Linked DNA regions of Mus musculus: all the other regions are linked to region 1. The links are chromatin contacts, called in public Hi-C maps. All regions are on one chromosome and are shown on one strand. The core of a region is the stretch at or near the end of the contact, and the rest is flanking DNA. Distances in the headings are between cores, read along the strand shown. Region 1 has its middle 150 kb from the start of 7420700N18Rik. Region 2 has its middle 170 kb from the start of Nrg1. Region 3 has its middle 200 kb from the start of Nrg1.

Region 1 (2,697 bases), core at 104-2,603:
TGAGGGCCGTGTTTACCCACCTTCAACAGTTTTCAACCAGTTCTATTTTCCTTCCAATAACATAATTTATCCTAACATTTCTCTTCCTATTTCCTTCAGTTTTGCTCATTCCTATGGTATTAATGGTTCAACATATGGTTCAACTTAAAGTTTTGTGCTTTATGGTCATGCTAAAGGGATTAGTCGTTCAGGGAAATTATACTTTGAATTTTGACCTTTTCCTGGGCTTGTAATATATTCTTTGATACCCTTGTCTTGGGCAACAGCAGTGAGCTACAGTCAGCCATGCCATCCTGAGGGTAAGCTATCAATATTCCACCATGAATTGTGTTGCTTTCCTAAGAATGCATGGTTGAAGTGTTACCTGCATCGTTGAGCTCATAATAGTCTTAATAGGAGAATCTTCCATGTAAGTCAAACATCTGTATATGAAAGAATGATATTATCCTTTATTTATTTTCTTGAGAAAGACGGTACCTAGGTGAGCACCTCACATAGTCATTCTTTTTAGATTCTGGTTATCACAGATTTGAAATGATTTACAGCACAATAGCTTTCAAAGGAATCGCTTCACAAGTGTGAAATAGACTTTCCATTAGTAATTATTTAATGATTTTTCTAAATATGTGTCTGATAAAGAAAAAAAAATTACTTTCAAATGGCCAGTAAGTCTTGGGAAAGAAGAAGAAAAAAAACCAAAACCTCAAGCCATAACATATCTTAATCTCATCCAAAGTAAAGAAAAACTCAAACAAGTCAGGCTATATAAGAGAATTAGGAAAGTTTTACTCTGTTAAAGTTTTGGTTTCAAGTAGAAAGGACTGTGGGCCCCAAGGGGTACTCACAGGAAGACTAACAGTCAACTAACCTAGACCTTTAGGGTTCCCAGGGACTGAACTACTAACCAGAGAGGATACATAGGCTGGACCTAGGCCTTCTTGCACATGTGTAGCAACTGGAGCAGGGGCTCTCCCAAAAGCTGTTGCCTGTCGGCGGGTGGGATATGTTCTACTAGCTAGGCTGTCTTGTCTAGGTACAGTGAGAGAGATTGTGTCTAGCCCTGCAGAGACTCAAAGTGCCCGGGGTAGGGGGTTACGGGGGTGGGGGGTGGGTGCAGTATTCACTTAGAGGGGAAGGGGATGGTGGAAGGATTGTGGAAGGGGCTGACCAGAGGTGGGCAGTGATCAGGATGTAAAGTGAATTAAAAAAAAAAGTTTCAAATGTTACTTCCCAGATTGTGGAATTCAGTCCTCTCTGTTAATTAATAAACAGACAGCATTTGAAGTCATGCCACTCTCCCCAAATCAAAGGTCAAGTAGAACATTCACCTTCAGGTTTCAAGAGTTGACTCATGCTGGCTAACGTGGCCAGGGTACAGAATGGTAGGAGAGATGGCTTTCTACCTCCCACCAGTCATGTGAGTAGCGAGTCACTCCATTCTGGCTCTGGAGAGCTCTCTAGGTGTCTGAGTCAGACTTCTTAACCAATGGCATTCAGAGAAACTCAAGCTGCCCCTTTTAATTCAGTAGGAGAGAAAAAATGTGTGGAATGTTATTTGCCAAACTGTGACCTCAATTCAGACAACATGCCTGGGCAGGTAAGGCAGGCTCTAGCATCTGGTAGCTTGAAGCATTAAGGGTGTACTTAGCAGTTCTAACATTTCAAACACAGAAGTACTTGCTGTAAGAAAAGAGTCTCTCCTGTGCTGATAAGGATAGCATACAATGGAATTATTATATATTTTTTTAAAATAACCCAGCCCAGCAAAGTATGTGCTATCAAATAACATCTTTTCTAACAAGTGACAAATCTTGTCTTTGAGAACAGGTTTGCAGGTAGCTTGGAGAGAACAAAGAATGACTTCAGAAATTTGAAGAGTTGGAAAAGTGAACACTCTGGGTCTAAAATCCTGTTTATTGTTATTATTTTAAAATTTAGTTTTCCACACTTTTCCTGACTGAGCTGAGGGCAGACTGAGGGGCTGTTCTTGTGATTCTGTGATTTGACACCATTGTGTGTCTTCTCACAAAAGGATCATTCGCTGACAACACAGCCAGGTCGACTCTAAGCTTGGTGGGCTTTGGTGGGACCTGGCACACTTTACCTGGATTTTCACACATGAGGATGCTTAGATCTAAGAGCTGGGCTTTTGCGTCATTTTCTGTTCAAAGAAATTCCAAAGATCAGTTAAATTTATCCAATTGATATTGAAAATGGAATCTCATGCACTGTTTAAAAAAATCATCCAATGCTCTAGAAATAGATGGATTATTTTTCTTAAAGTAAAATTTATTTCGTTTGTGGTAATTGGCTGAATATAAACACGAGGAAAGACTGAAGGGAGTCCTTTCTGCATGAAAACTATCTATGGAGATTAACTTAGTCTCTGTCTTCTTCAATGTTAGAAATACCTTTGGACCAACACTGTAAGATGGGAGTTTTAGGTAAAAAGGAAAACTTTACAGATAAAAATCTGTGTCTTCGCCACAGCTACTCTTTAACTTGGAAATGTGTAGCAGCCTCTAGAGAAAGCTAGTTGGAAACTCTATGGTGTCCGCTTTAAGTCCTTCAGTGGCATGTCACCATAAAATGTCAAGTGAAGCTTTTATCACAGGTGGAGAATTTGTTAGCCAGCGCCAGAATGTTAACACAGGCGATGTCATAAAAACAAGAGGAGAGGGGCTTTCCTCAAAAGAT
Region 2 (2,697 bases), core at 98-2,597, 230 kb after region 1:
GAAGCAGAATATATATGTATAGCATAGAAATTTTTTTATTTGTTAGAATTTTAGGCAGTAACAATTTTCTACATTAAATCTTTATGCTGAGCATTTTAAATATGGGCATAAAATGTTTGAAAGGTGAAAAAAATGAATCCATTCCCACAGAAGAAGAAGGAGGAGGAGGAGGAAGAGAGGAGGAGGAGGACGGGGAGGAGGAGGAGGGGGAGGAGGGGGTGGGGCTGGAGATAGAGGTCAGTGGTTGCCCCAATGTCAACCTTGTTCAAGATCCTCAGTTCACTTCCCAGAAGTGGAAAAAAAAAATGGAAGCAAAAGTTTGGAAGGTCAGTTTAAAATAGTGACCATTAGGGCTGGTGGAGGAGAGAAATGGGTACAGTCTATCTATCCAAGAGGCAACTTAGAAGACCAACCTTGTACAAGAGTCTGAATGTAACCATCACTGACGTTTCCATTAGAAAATGGGTAAGGTGGAAAATATGACACTGGTATGTCATCAACAAGAAGAAGCACTGAAAAGGAAGCTGGAGGCTCTAAGCCTAAACTATTCAGACTGAGTTAAGTGCCAAGGCAAGCTGTGGCGCCTTAACAGCATTTACCATAATGATTCCTCTATTTATGTTTTAGTTTTCCTCCCTTGAAAACAAGAAAATTACCCAGACAATACAAGTGAAGGAAAACTGATAGCCACAGAAAGCTATATTTAAGAAAAATAAAATTTTCACTAAAATGTGTTTTTATAATTCTAAACGCTATCAGTTGGCTTTCTCCTTACATGTGTCTACACAGCTTCCTTTGACCCATCTCCTTTCTCCCTTCTTGGGAGATAGGCAGTTCTGAGAAGAGCCGGTTCCACACATGCCTCCTTTCCTCATTGCTGAATCACAGGCTTCATTTGAGAGACAAGAAGATCAGTCAGCTTTTGGCTAAAATTTCCTCATGAAGACAATAATCCAGACCCAAGTGGCTGTTCTGGTCCCATGGGTCTGCACACTCCAGCTATTTACTTTAGGGGAGATTTTGCTCTGTGATACTTGGGTACATTGTGATAGGTTACTTTGTTTTGTCTTCTTTGCACATGATGGTCCTGGGTGGGAACAGTGGAGTTCCCCTGTCTCCTCAATCCATCAAATGGCAAGTTTTTCCTGATATCATCAGACTGCACTTTCAACTGACCAAATCGACTAGTGGTTTTGGCACTGTGTACATTGCCTCAGTAAGGGTCTGCTGAACTCTGAGTAGAAATATGTGCCAAATTATATGCAAATTTGTATTTTTCATGGGAGCTAGGAGCTTTGGCACTTAATTTTGAGTTTTCTTTTATAGCTGAGTCTGTAGCACTGGCCAAGATCTGCATTTTAATCCTTTTAATCATTCAACATAAATCATGCTCTCAGCCCCTTAATCATTCGTGTTCTTCTTCTTTGAACTTTCTCCAATTTCCTTACATCCTTCATTGCATAAAAAAGAGTTTTTAACAGGCCTGTTTCACTTCCAAGAATCTGTTTTGCGGTAGAAATACTGGGGGTTTAGAGAAATATGCAGTCTGGTCTTTGGAAATTCATAAACACCTGACTCAGAAAGATGATTTTATGTCCCTTTTCTCCTAGGTAATATAGAGCAGGGTTTCATAACGACTATTCATAATCTGATCTATATTTTTATTGTATATTTATTTAACATCTATTTTGTAAAGTGGTCTTATCCCCCCACACACACACACACATACACAAACACATGCACATACTTCTTGCATGAGAGAAGCAACTGGTAGAAGAAATCCACTGCTCACATTCTAGGGAGCAAAGATTCCATCCCATCCCAGCTTCCTCTCTAATCTGGTCCTAGAGGTCCTGCCAAGTGTCTTAGGGAAACTTAAAGAAGACTTAAAAAGGTTCCCTAGAGGAAAAGGCAAGAGAGAAGTTGGAGTGCTTTGCCACACATCTGCCTTTCTCACAATCCTCCTTTTCTTCAGTCTTCAGCCTTATCCTTACCCTTGAGCACAGCGCATGCTCCAGAGGGCAGCAACTGTATCCTGAGCATCACTGTCCTTTAAAACTTAGATACAAAATACATGCCACATAGTAAGCACCTTGCAAATGTGTGTCGTAAATGAAGTCACCTGGAATTTCTCAATCATCCTGTGATAAGGATGACTGACAATTCATATATAAATTACTGTGTAAAATATACCAGGCAGGTAATTATCAAAGTCTCTCTCAACTTCAGTATATATTTCAAATTATCCTGGGATTCTAAGATCAACCTGTTAGGAGACGTAGGATCATCACAGATCTAGGTCACTTGGTCTAACTCTTTTCTGATGCACAAGCCTGTGTGGTTCAATCTCCTGTGGTTTATTACTCACTCTTTGCTTGAACACTCCTATCATTTCCTCCCAAAGCAGTTCTTATTACATAGTTAAATGGTTGCAATATTCTTTTCTATTAGTTAGCATTTTCCTACAGCCTCCACCATAGGGCTTTGTTGTCAGAACACATTAATCTCTCTACTGGGAAATCCTTCAGATATTGATAGAACTAATATTTCCCTACTAAACTTGGTCTGTATATTAAATGTCCCTGACTTTTTTTTTCTAAAAATATATAACAGGATTTTAAGTTAGGGAATTCTGTATCTATTCACCCTGAGAACTGAAACATGAATAGAAAAAGTAAACCAGCAAGAGATCCTGCT
Region 3 (2,697 bases), core at 125-2,624, 200 kb after region 1:
GATGCAGATATTTACACTCAACCAATGGACAGAAGTAGCTCACCCCTGTTGGTGAATTAGGGAAGGCTGAAAGAAGCTAAGGAGAAGGGTGATCCTATAGGAGGACCAGCAGTCTCAACTAATCTGGGTCCTCGAGATCTCTCAAACACTGGACCACCAAACGGACAGCATACACCAGCTGATATGAGACCCCCAACACACATACAGTAGAGGACTTCTGGATCTGTGTTCATTCAGAGATGATGCACCTAACCCTCAAGAGACTGGAGGCCCCAGGGAGTTTAGAGGTCAAGTGGGGTGGAGGGGTGGGGGGATGGGGCATCCAGGTGGACACAGGGGTGGGGAAGAGGTGTGGGATGTGGAGCAGTCAGAGGGTGGATTGGGGCAGGGGGCGAGGAATGGAATATGGAGTGTAAAAAAAATAATTTTAAAAATAAAAATAAATAAAATTTTTCAGGAAAAAAGGATCACACTGATCACTGTCTTGCTGACTCTGTGACATCTTAGACACTCCATAGAGAGCCACTGAGGACCCAGCTTGTTCTTGGCAGCCACTGTTGATGGAGAACTGCCTTCCTTCTCCTGTGCCTAGCATCTTCCTCATTCCTTTTCCTATTTTTGCTCTAGGTTTTCAATTTAATGACACCGTTCATTACTCTGTCACTATCTGGATAGTGGGGTTGGTTGGTTGGTTGGTGTTTCTTTTATTTAAATCAACAATGTTCCTTTGAGCTTGGCAAATGTCAAGGAAGATAGATTCCATTTTTACAGGCCTATTTTCTAAGCTACTGTCCTTCATGGAGCTAGATAAGGCAGACTAGTTGTGTCGAAGACAGGAAGTCAGCATGGCCCCCCTATCTTAAGATTGCATTTTCTGAAAGCAAGCTGGCCTCTATCTAATCGCCATAAGACACCCGCACCCCCACCCCCACTCCTGGGCTGCAACCAAACACAAATTGGCTGATCTCTTAATAAAACACTAGTAAGGGTTAGAGAAAGAGGTTGGAGTTTAAGTGAAACCACCTGGAAAACACTTAATTGTTCAGTCACCAATAATCTGAATAGACAGGGAATATTCGAACATGCCATTTGGACTCAAATAGAATTATAAGTCAATATTTAGAAACACATACATTTGGGGGTAAAACTCAGGGCTCAGATTCCAAACTAAGTTGTAACACAAATGCCACAATTTGTTATGGAGTTGGTTGTGGAGAAGGAAAGTGTGGGTACGGGGGTACATTAATAAATACCCACAATTCACCGGGAAGAACATTGTGCCAAGGAGAGTCAGAGGGTAAGACAATGCTAAGACGCTTGGGTGCTGAGATGTTTGGCAGTGGATTTTCCTGTGTTGGTTTTTAAGATGCCTGCTGGCTGAGTCAGAGAAAAGAATGAGGCTAGCAAGTTGGTGGGGTGGGGGATGGGTGTAAGCAGAGGCAAACAGAAGAGAGATCTCAGGATGCAAGCTCTGCTGGATCAGCTCCATGCCAACCAACAGGGTTTGCACAACTCTCATTACCCTGAAGTTGCAGACAAAAGGTTTGCCTTTGTTAAAGTTGGCCTCTCACCCTCGGCATGCCTTCCCTGTGTTTAGCAGAACCCTTGAAGAGGTTGTGTGTCTGTGTGTCTCTGTGCGTGTCTTTGTGTGTCCCTGCAAATTTAGGACCCTTTGTACTAATAGTAGCTAATGGATTATAGTGGTGATATTAAAAGAAGGCCCTGGGTTTATAACTTCTATTTCCCAGCTCCTGTTCTGTGTGTGTTAAAGTGCTAGAACATACCATGAGTTTGGTACCAATTGCATCCCCATTTTTTTTTTCAGTTGAAGAAACCTGAGCCTAAGAGTTAAATGACTTGTTCAACATCACATCTATGATTCACAATGGAGTGAAAACTAAAAATGCTTGGACTGTCTAATCCAATGGTTCCCCACCTGTAAGTTGTCATCCTTTTGGGGGTCAGATGACCATTTCACGGGGGTTGTATACTAGATATCCTGCATATCAGATATTTACATTATGATTCATAACAGTAGCAAAAACACAGTTATGAAGTAGCAGTGCAAATAATTTTATGGTTAGGGGTCACCACGACATGAGGAACTGCAATAAAGGATCACAGCATTAGGGAAATTGAGAGCCATTGGTCTAATAATCTTTACCTTCCCAAGGTTCAGTCTATTTACAGCCATGGAGAAGCAGGATGCACATCAAAGTGACATCCAGGGCTCTGCTTTAAAATCCTGACCCCACCCATCCTAATCCTGCCATTGCTCTCTAGGATCAAATGGAGCCACCAGGATGGGAGAAACCAGGACCCAGAAAAAATTCCCAGGAGGACACTGAAAGTTCTCAGGAATTGGATGGGGGTCACTAGGGCCAAGAAGAACTGTAACACCCCCCCCACCATAGCACAGTGTTTCTGTGGCGATTATACACTTAATATAATGAGAATATACAGTATGAAACTAAGTTTGAAAATGGAGCAGAATGTTTAGAATTCTGCCAATCCTGAAACCAAGGAGGGTGGTTGCTGTATGAAATTATCTGCCTTGTGTACCTGTGCATGCACACGTATGTGCGTGTTGACGGTGGCAAGTGGGATCTGTTTAAGCCACGGACATATCAGATACCGAAGTTGCTTTTTCAGTATCCTACTGTCTGATAGCAAAGAGCTGCAGAAAGAGACACTGTC

Evidence for each region. Hi-C and Micro-C count contacts between places; a contact is called where the count stands out from the background.
Region 2: a Hi-C map of embryonic fibroblasts shows a contact between it and region 1, with 2.8 times the contacts expected there. The contact joins two enhancer-like sites. A contact is called at or near these places in 2 of 484 Hi-C or Micro-C datasets (embryonic fibroblasts and uterus) and 2 of 115 datasets of contacts at active chromatin or transcription factors (kidney and trophoblast stem cells).
Region 3: a Hi-C map of pancreatic cancer cells shows a contact between it and region 1, with 2.8 times the contacts expected there. The contact joins two enhancer-like sites. A contact is called at or near these places in 7 of 484 Hi-C or Micro-C datasets (the HL-1 cell line, Sertoli cells, adipose-derived mesenchymal stem cells and 4 more) and 6 of 115 datasets of contacts at active chromatin or transcription factors (the NIH/3T3 cell line, embryonic stem cells, epiblast stem cells and 3 more).

Annotation. Positions count from the first base shown.
Region 1 is chr8:31,519,703-31,522,399 of GRCm38.p6, forward strand. No RefSeq gene overlaps it. Among named protein-coding and RNA genes, the nearest start is that of 7420700N18Rik, 150 kb to the left of the region's middle. Within about 2 kb of position 1,354, at least 81 of the 459 cell types and tissues checked have an H3K27ac peak or open chromatin away from gene starts, as enhancers often do. A contact at or near this core is called in the HL-1 cell line, the NIH/3T3 cell line, embryonic fibroblasts and 1 more, where this site is marked.
Region 2 is chr8:31,748,879-31,751,575 of GRCm38.p6, forward strand. No RefSeq gene overlaps it. Among named protein-coding and RNA genes, the nearest start is that of Nrg1, 170 kb to the right of the region's middle. Within about 2 kb of position 1,348, at least 20 of the 459 cell types and tissues checked have an H3K27ac peak or open chromatin away from gene starts, as enhancers often do. A contact at or near this core is called in embryonic fibroblasts, where this site is marked.
Region 3 is chr8:31,719,352-31,722,048 of GRCm38.p6, forward strand. No RefSeq gene overlaps it. Among named protein-coding and RNA genes, the nearest start is that of Nrg1, 200 kb to the right of the region's middle. Within about 2 kb of position 1,375, at least 55 of the 459 cell types and tissues checked have an H3K27ac peak or open chromatin away from gene starts, as enhancers often do. A contact at or near this core is called in the HL-1 cell line, the NIH/3T3 cell line, embryonic fibroblasts and 1 more, where this site is marked.